Regions from separate parts of the Anas platyrhynchos genome. Here region 1 is linked to region 2. The links are chromatin contacts, called in public Hi-C maps. All regions are on one chromosome and are shown on one strand. Each heading gives the region's core, a stretch centred on a gene start, on an enhancer-like site or on the middle of the called end of the contact. The rest is flanking DNA. Distances are from core to core; before and after follow the strand shown. Region 1 holds the start of FGFRL1 (fibroblast growth factor receptor like 1). Region 2 overlaps FGFRL1 (fibroblast growth factor receptor like 1).

Region 1 (3,796 bases), core at 712-3,211, 100 kb before region 2:
TACGGTGAACAAGATGGATGAAGTCTATGGCCTGGTTTCAGGCTGCCTTTTGGGGGCTCCCAAAGTCCTGAGCAAAAATGTAAAGACTGTGCAGACATTTGGGAGGCAGGAGGGGTGCTTCTCTGCTTATTTTAGCGTGGGGTTTGGAAGCTGTGGGCTCCGTTCCCTGCCTCTCTGCTCAATCCTTTTACAATATCACGTGGAGTCAAATTATTGAAAAGTTTCAGGATGCCTGAAGACAGAGGCCTAAGGGGAAACTGAAGGCATTTCGGCACCTGGATGCTTTAGAAAATCTTGTGGGCTGCCTCTGTAATGCTCCATCGTCCAGAACTTCCCAGTGGGGCAAGACTGCAGGAGGCATTTTGCTGCTTTTATCGATGCACTGGGAGGAGAAACACCCACAGACTGGGAGGTGCTGGAGCCCACAAAGGCACACATGAGATTTTTCAGTAAAGAAGCAAGCACGGAAGGAACAGAGCCCATCAGAGGTTATTTATCCTCTGAGCCCAAACTGAGGCTGCTTTGGGTTTCACTCTGCATGGGAACAGAAGGTTGTGTAAACAGTTTTGGGACCATATATTAGATGGCGATGTCCTTGGGACAAAAACCTTGACTCCTTTGTGGTGAAATTACTAGGAAACACTACAAAGAAATGTTTTACACATCATTCCTTGAGATGTAGCTCTCATCCTGGTGCAGCTTGAAGCAACTTTATCAGGGTCCATGGCATGAATGCAGTCACGTAGGTCGGGTCCTGAAGGTTTGACTCAGTCAACACCATCTTTGAAGTCAACAAGGCTGAAGTTATTGCCTGATAGGAGGAGTAGCCCATCTGGGATTTCTCAAATTAATGAACTTTAATAATAAAAATGATGATAAAAATATGTAGAATATATATATATAGAAAAGATATTGTCAGCTGCTTTGTTTGTTTCTGGATGTGGGGGGTTTATATGTTTAGTCTTAAATGTTTTTCACTTGGATATGTTGTAGCCAGATTTCATGTCCTCAGGAATTGCTGAGTAAAAGCATTCAGTAACAATAATAACAGAGGGTGTGCTTTCATAATCCTCACAAAATCGATAAAGTGGACGTGAAAGCTGCTTCTTGGCCTGGGTGTCGGGGTTCTCCCCAGTACTGAGCATTGCGACCCCTTAATTTTCATGGAGGCCTTCACGCTGGAGCTTATCAAATAAGAGAAATAAGAGCTTATCAAATAGGAGAACCAATAAAAGACATCAGCAATGTTTCTCTCCACATACTGGAGCTATTCAGGCAGCTTTTTTTTTTTTTTTTTTTTTTTTTTCCCTCTTGGCATTTGTTTAGTCTCTTTGGTAGCTCTGCCGGGTTGAGTTTTATCCCATGCGGAGAGCGATTATGAGCGGGGACGCATCAGCTGAGCCGTATGAAAGTAGAAAATAAATAATTTCAGCGGCGAACCCAAGGAGAAGACTCCCCAGCAGTTTCATTTTCGAGCCGGATTGCTTCAAGTTTAGCTTCGGTTCATTCCCAGGGGGGCTGCACGCGTGCTGCCAGGGTGGGATGTCCCCCACCACCCTTGGGATGTCACCCCCCTGGGACATGCCGTGTCCTCGTCCCCATGTCCCCAAACCCCGAGGGGGCTGTGGGGGGGCTCAGCTTGTCCCCAGGGGGGTTTCCTAATGGGAAGGCGGTTTTGTGGGGCTAGGGGGGGACACTTTGTGGGGTGCACGGTGAAAGGGGGGGGTTGTGCGGCGGGGGAGAAAGGGTGGTGGGAGGTATAGCGGGGGGTATGAGGGGGGTATGAGGGGACCCGGGGGGGGTCCGAGGGGGTCCGGGGGGGGCCCATCCGCCGCAAAAGGGTTAAGGGGAGCGGCGGCTCGGCGGGGAGGGCGGGGGCTGCCCGGGATTGGTGCGAAGTTTGGAGCGGGGCGGCCCCGCACCGCCCTCCGCGGCGGCTCGGCCCCCACCGCCACAAAGCCCTGCAGGGAAAGTTGCTCCCGAGCCCGGCTCCTTGCTCTCCGCCAGCTCCCCCCCCCCCACGGCCCCTAACCACCCTCCTCCTCCTCCTCCTTCTCTCCTCCTCCTCTTCCTCCCCCCTCCCTCTAACCTTTCCCCCTCCCGGCTCTTTAAACGGGATTCCGGCTCGGAGGGCCGCGGGACGGCATCCCCGGGCATCCCTGGCAGGTCCCGCTGCCCCCCTCCCCACTCGCAGCCCCCCCCCAAGGGAAGCAAGCAGCGTTACGACCCCCCCTTTCTTCATCACCCCCTTTCCTTCCCACCCCACCTCCCCTTTCCCCTTCGCTCCTCGCCGGTGGCTCCCCGCTGGCAAACCCCCACCCGGGGGGGCTGCGGGGATTTCGGAGGAGCCCCCCTCCAGCTCTGTGGGACCGGGGACACCCTCTTCTTCTACCCCTTTCCCCCCCCCCCGAAGGCAGCCCCTGCGGTTTTGGGGCCGGGGGGGGGTTTGGAGATGAGGTAGAAGCCGGCGGCGGAGCGCCCCGCCGGGCGCCGTGGCCGCGGAGAGCATGAAGCGACGGGGATGGGCGGCATTGCTCGGTGCTAGAGCCCCGCAGGCAGCCGAGGTAAGTCCTTAATTGTCCCCCCCACACACACCCGGACCCCCCAACCCACTTACAACCCATGTCACACCTGGTGCCATCGCCCCCACCCCATCCCGCGATCCCCCGCCGCGTCCCCGTAGTAAATCCCGGCTGGGGGATGGCTTAAAGCTGAGCCCCCCTCCTCCTGGAAAAAGGGGGAGCCCCTTTCTTGGGGTGTGTATTTGTGTGTGTGTGCCCCCCCCGTGTGCCACGGTGACCCCAAACCTGGTGGTGAGGGAGCTTTGGTGGATGCTGAGCGGGTTGCGTGTCCCCTGGGGGCACGGGGTGTTCCCAGCGGGGGCTTTACAAGGGGGAGGAATTCAGGCAGTGTTTAGAGAGTGAGAGTTTGATTAGGGGGGGGACACTGGGAGGGGGTAATTACCCTAAACCTGAGCTACCCCGCTTGCGCGTCTGGCCGCGAAGGCATCTTCAAGAATCCGGATAATTTAATGCGGTTTTGCTGTGGGACGCACCTCTGGCGGGCAGGGAAAGCAGCGGGGCTTGGCTTGGCTTTTTGGGGGGGAAGAGAAAAAGGAGGAGAGGGACGAGGAGAGCTGGTGGGAGAAGTTGTGGGGTGCACGGAGCAGGGCTGAGAGCTCCGAGGCGGCCGCACGAAGTTTGCTGGGTGCCGGTGGGCAAGGAAGGGTTCCTCCTCCCCTCCGCCCGGGCTCCTCCGCAAACTGGCAACCTGGAATCGTGTTTTATGGCCACTCGCTAGCGTTTTGTTTGCTTTCCGGACTGGCTCCGTGTGGGATATCAGCGAGTTATGCCCTAACTGTGAGCTTAGAGTAGCGTGCTGGCCGCGGTGGGTTCTTGATTTTATATCGGGTTGGAGCAGAGAGGAGGGCAAAGTTTTGCTCGCCGACCGCTGAGGAATGAATTACAAGTACGGCCGCTGTTTCATTCGCTGCTCCTGCCCTCGCGCCTCTGCAACAGGCTTTAAAAGTCTGCGAAGTTGCGGGCTGTTGGTTTGTTTCCCCTCCCAACACGTAATTATTTCGCTTTCCTTCCCCTGCCTCCAGGTCTGAGAGGACGGTATCCCGCAGGACCCGGAGGGGTCTGGCTTTCACCATGGACTTGCAGCTTGCGCTCCTGTTTGCGGGGATAATTGCGTTTTCGGACTCGGCCAGAGGTAAGGGAACCGTGGGGACCCCCGTCGGTGTCGCTGCCACCGGGGCTCGTCCTCTGCCCACGTGCAGGTCTCCATACCTGCG
Region 2 (3,833 bases), core at 967-3,466:
GGGAATATAAACGAGGTTTGCACTGAAGGGGCCCCTGCCCTGCCGATGGAGATGGTGAAATGGGGAATGAGAGCACCAACAACCTCCTGGAAGGAGAAACCCTCTTTGTCTCCGAGAGCTGGCTACGCAGGTGATACGGGTTATCGAAACGGGGCTGCTCCCATCCTCCCTTCCTCACGTGGGCACTGCAAACCCCACGCAGTGAAATTCCTGCCTTAGCTTCAGGCACCAGCGAGTCCCAGCTGCACCCAGGCGCATCCCCACGAGGCTCTGCAGGGCCGGCTGCTTGCTGCCAGGCCCCGCTGGAGGAGTTTTCTCCGTCTGGATCGTACCGTGGAGCAGAGCCGGCAGCAAACACTGGATTCATTTTCTGTGTTATTGTTAGAGCGAGCTCTTTATAACCATTCAATTTTCCTTTAAATAAATCCCATTTGGAAAAACAAATCCTGCCCATAAAAGCAGCTCTCTGTGCCGGGTTGGTTTTCAGCATACCGTCCACGGCTGTATATTTGGGTTTATGTCTCCGGGCTGAGCTCTCGTTCCTGCGCACAGCCAGTGGATTCATGCAGAGCAATGGCAAAGCCATTTCCCGGGACTCATGGGGTTTCACCAGGTGTAATGGCATTAGGGAAGATGGAAAGGAATAGGAAGGTGAATAAGACAGGCTGTTGGTCCCAGGGACCCGTGTGTGAGAGGCTAGGAGGGATCCAAATTCATGCCCATAAAGTTTAAGGTAGGAAAAGTTCCTGCATCAGTTTTTCCCCAGCCTCCTGGCTATCTCAGGAGTCCTCAGGATTTGGGATTAGGAAGAGCTGCAGTTTTGTGGCACTCAGGACTGCATTAGAAACTTCCCGAGAGCAGTACCCATTTTCTGGTCTCAAATAAAAGAGAAAAATCGTTTGCTGTTTGAGTCCACTTGTAGCAAACCCCAGTTCCTGAAAGAGCCAGCAGCAAATGCATGTCTTGGACCACCTTTTGTTCATTAAAGACAATTTATCTGTGCTTTGTTTGTGCTTGTCTCTGTGGCAGCTCGCCTAGGTCTGCGTAGAAAGGCAGTGGAAAGGGAATTTTTCCTTCCTTGGCGGACCATGCCAGGAAGAAAACAGAGCTCCGTGCCCGGCTCACTCCAAGGCTTCACAGTTTTCTTCACGTTTTATAGTTTGACATTGAGGAGCCATCAGCAGGCTGTGAGCTCTCTTAGGAGTTAGCAGCCCCACTCAGGATGCATTTGGGTCTCCAAAATCCTGGGTCTCCAAAATCCCAGGTCTCCTGGGTCCACCAACCCTTCCTGCACACCCATGGGCAAACTCATGCTGCTGCTGTTTGACTGCAGGAGTCACTAAGAGCTCTGCAAGATGGCTCAGCCCTTAAATCCTGCTTCAAGTGGCATGGTGAACCTAGATACTGAGGTGTGCTGCCTCTCCGTTTCCCCAAGCCTTCCACTTTACAGCTTCACGCTCCCTGAAAATGTGCAGTTACAGTTTAAGCCTCACTGCTTCATTCAAGCTGTCTGTTTAAATTCCTTTTTTATTTTTTTTTCCTTCAAGAGGGAGATGAGGAGAAGCAATTGTCCCACAACTGCTGCCAATTCTTCGCTGGCTGACACTTAAATATAAGGAAAACTCAGCAAAACATAGAATCTGTAAAGGGGGAGAGGGATCTCAAACGAAACCATGGGAATTGGAGCTGGTTTGAAACAAAAGCCCTATTATTTGTTGTGGGCTTCGTCTTTGCAGTGTGTCAGGCACTGCAGACCTCCGCTGTTGGGACACAGAGGGGGAAATCTCAGCTGGAGCAGAAGAGTCCTCTGAAGATGCAACTGCGAAGGAGCGTGAGGCACCCTCTTCCTTTCCATCCCCGTTACATCTGGAATTGTTTCCCCCTGTTATTCAATAGCACTCCGACAGCAATCCTCTGCCGTTCTTTACTAAGTTTTCAAATAAGGCCTCAGATCGTTTTTAGTGGTGAGTCACTCTGAAATTACAAAAGACTGTTTTTGAGCATTTTCCTTGTAATTTCTCTGTGTAATCCTGGAGACGCGGTAGCTTTTTTCTGCGTCTGCCTGTCCTGGATGTGAGAGAAGTCAAAGACCCACTTCTGGATATTGTCTTTGCAGAGAGCTCGGGGCTCTTTTTTTCAATGAGCTTTAAGGAATGGAAGGAAACCTGGTTTAATGCTTTAGCCAGAGCACAGGATGGAATAGTTAAAGGCAGTTTTTTGCATGCTGCACAGCCCCTGTGCCACTGTTGAGGAGGTGGGGCAGGAGTTTTGGACCACATTGTTCTGTGCGATGCGGAGCAAATTCCTCATGGGACTTCCTAGACCTCAGTAGGCAAAGTTGGCCAAAGGCTCCTGTTCCTGCGTTGCTTTTGACCTCTTGTTCGTCCTTCCTTGTGCAAAACAATGCAACAGTCATGGGAGAAAAGCTCTTCAGTTCCTGTGGATCTTCACAGCTTGCAAAAGATTCAGCATTTGCGTAGCTCCTGCTAAAACAATTTCCTCTGCAAAAATCATTTAATAGAAGCTGAGAAAGTAGTGCTTTCACTTCAAGGGGCAGATCTCAGGCTGAGACAAAAGCAGCTGAGCTCAGGTTTTTATCGTAATTACCTTATTTTAGGAATTAAAGTGAAAAGTGGCTTATGGTGAGCCAAAAGGTTATCACAGAGTGGCTGAATCAAAAGACAGAAGGAGAGATATTAGTGATTTTTGGACTCATCCCTTCGGTGGCACATCCCAGTCAGGTGCTTCTTCAGCAGCTCATGTCACACCAGCACCGCTTTGCTTTTCCTCAAGCAGATGTTTTGCTAACTGTGCTCGTGTCCCTGGGGACAAAGAGTGAGTGCATATGATTGGGAAGGTGATTTGATAGGACTGAAAAGGAAAAAAGTTTCAAATTGAGGTCAATATTGAGTGTTTACGTCCATTGGGCACACAGCGTTTGATTTCCTTAGTTCTCCCCCTTCCCACTCCACTTACCTCTCTCTGCCATGTACATTTTTATATAGCATGGGATAGAGGTTTATAAAGTGGAGACTTTTACGGATCTTTAACTTGCAGTGTGATGTTGGGACAGCCAAAATCTAGCGTGTTGCCAAAAAGCAGGATGCTGCCTTGCAGTCCCTGGGGCTTCAGTCTAGTCTGAGTTGTCCGCTTGCTTGGGACTGTGCCAAGGCTGAATTTCATTCCTCAGATTATAAATCCTTCTGCTTTCTGTCTGAGGGAAAATCCTGCATGTATGTTCCAGGATCCAAAATTCCTACTGTGGGAGAACAGGCACTATGCTGTGTCTTTTCCATGTCCTTTCTTGCCACTCTGATGGTGGCTAGTAGCAAGGGGGACACCACCAGGTAAATCGTCCCCTAGGTGATGAGACGAGTGCTGCAATAGACTTTTGCTGAGGCTGGAAGATGTGGTTGCTGCATCAAGGTGCCCTACTGTGGCGGGCAGAGCAAGAGCTGCTGCCAGAGCCCCCAGCAGCATCCCAGAGCAATTGAAGGCAGATATGGGAACAGATGAGCAGCACAGCATGGATTCAGTGCTGCTCCCATCCCGCTGTCCTGAATATTGAGGCAGCAACACCTATTTTCCAGATCCTGGGAGGCTACTGCCCATACCCTGCTATGAGCTCTGTCTTGTCCACCCCAGGACATCTAGACAGGTCTTTGTTTTGACACCATTCTTTCCATTCCTGTTTTGCATCATATTTTGCAAGAAGCATTTTTTTTATTATTATTATTATTACTATTATTTTGTCCCCCATCCCCCTCAGGCTATTCTTTCGTTCTTTATCCCAAGCAGTTTTCAATAGTTTGGAGTTATTTCGTATTTATATG

Evidence for each region. Hi-C and Micro-C count contacts between places; a contact is called where the count stands out from the background.
Region 1: a contact with region 2 is called in a Hi-C map of subcutaneous adipose tissue, with 2.0 times the contacts expected there. The contact joins the promoter of FGFRL1 here to the enhancer-like site in region 2. A contact is called at or near these places in 2 of 8 Hi-C or Micro-C datasets (skeletal muscle and subcutaneous adipose tissue).

Annotation. Positions count from the first base shown.
Region 1 is chr4:73,496,270-73,500,065 of IASCAAS_PekinDuck_T2T, reverse strand. It overlaps FGFRL1 (fibroblast growth factor receptor like 1), which reads left to right and starts at 1,961. Exons shown (of 7, transcript XM_027455723.3): 1 at 1,961-2,564; 2 at 3,605-3,714. The coding sequence starts at 3,654.
Region 2 is chr4:73,394,409-73,398,241 of IASCAAS_PekinDuck_T2T, reverse strand. The region is part of intron 3 of FGFRL1 (fibroblast growth factor receptor like 1); the gene reads left to right. Among named protein-coding and RNA genes, the nearest start is that of FGFRL1, 100 kb to the left of the region's middle. Within about 2 kb of position 2,216, at least 1 of the 8 cell types and tissues checked has an H3K27ac peak or open chromatin away from gene starts, as enhancers often do. A contact at or near this core is called in subcutaneous adipose tissue, where this site is marked.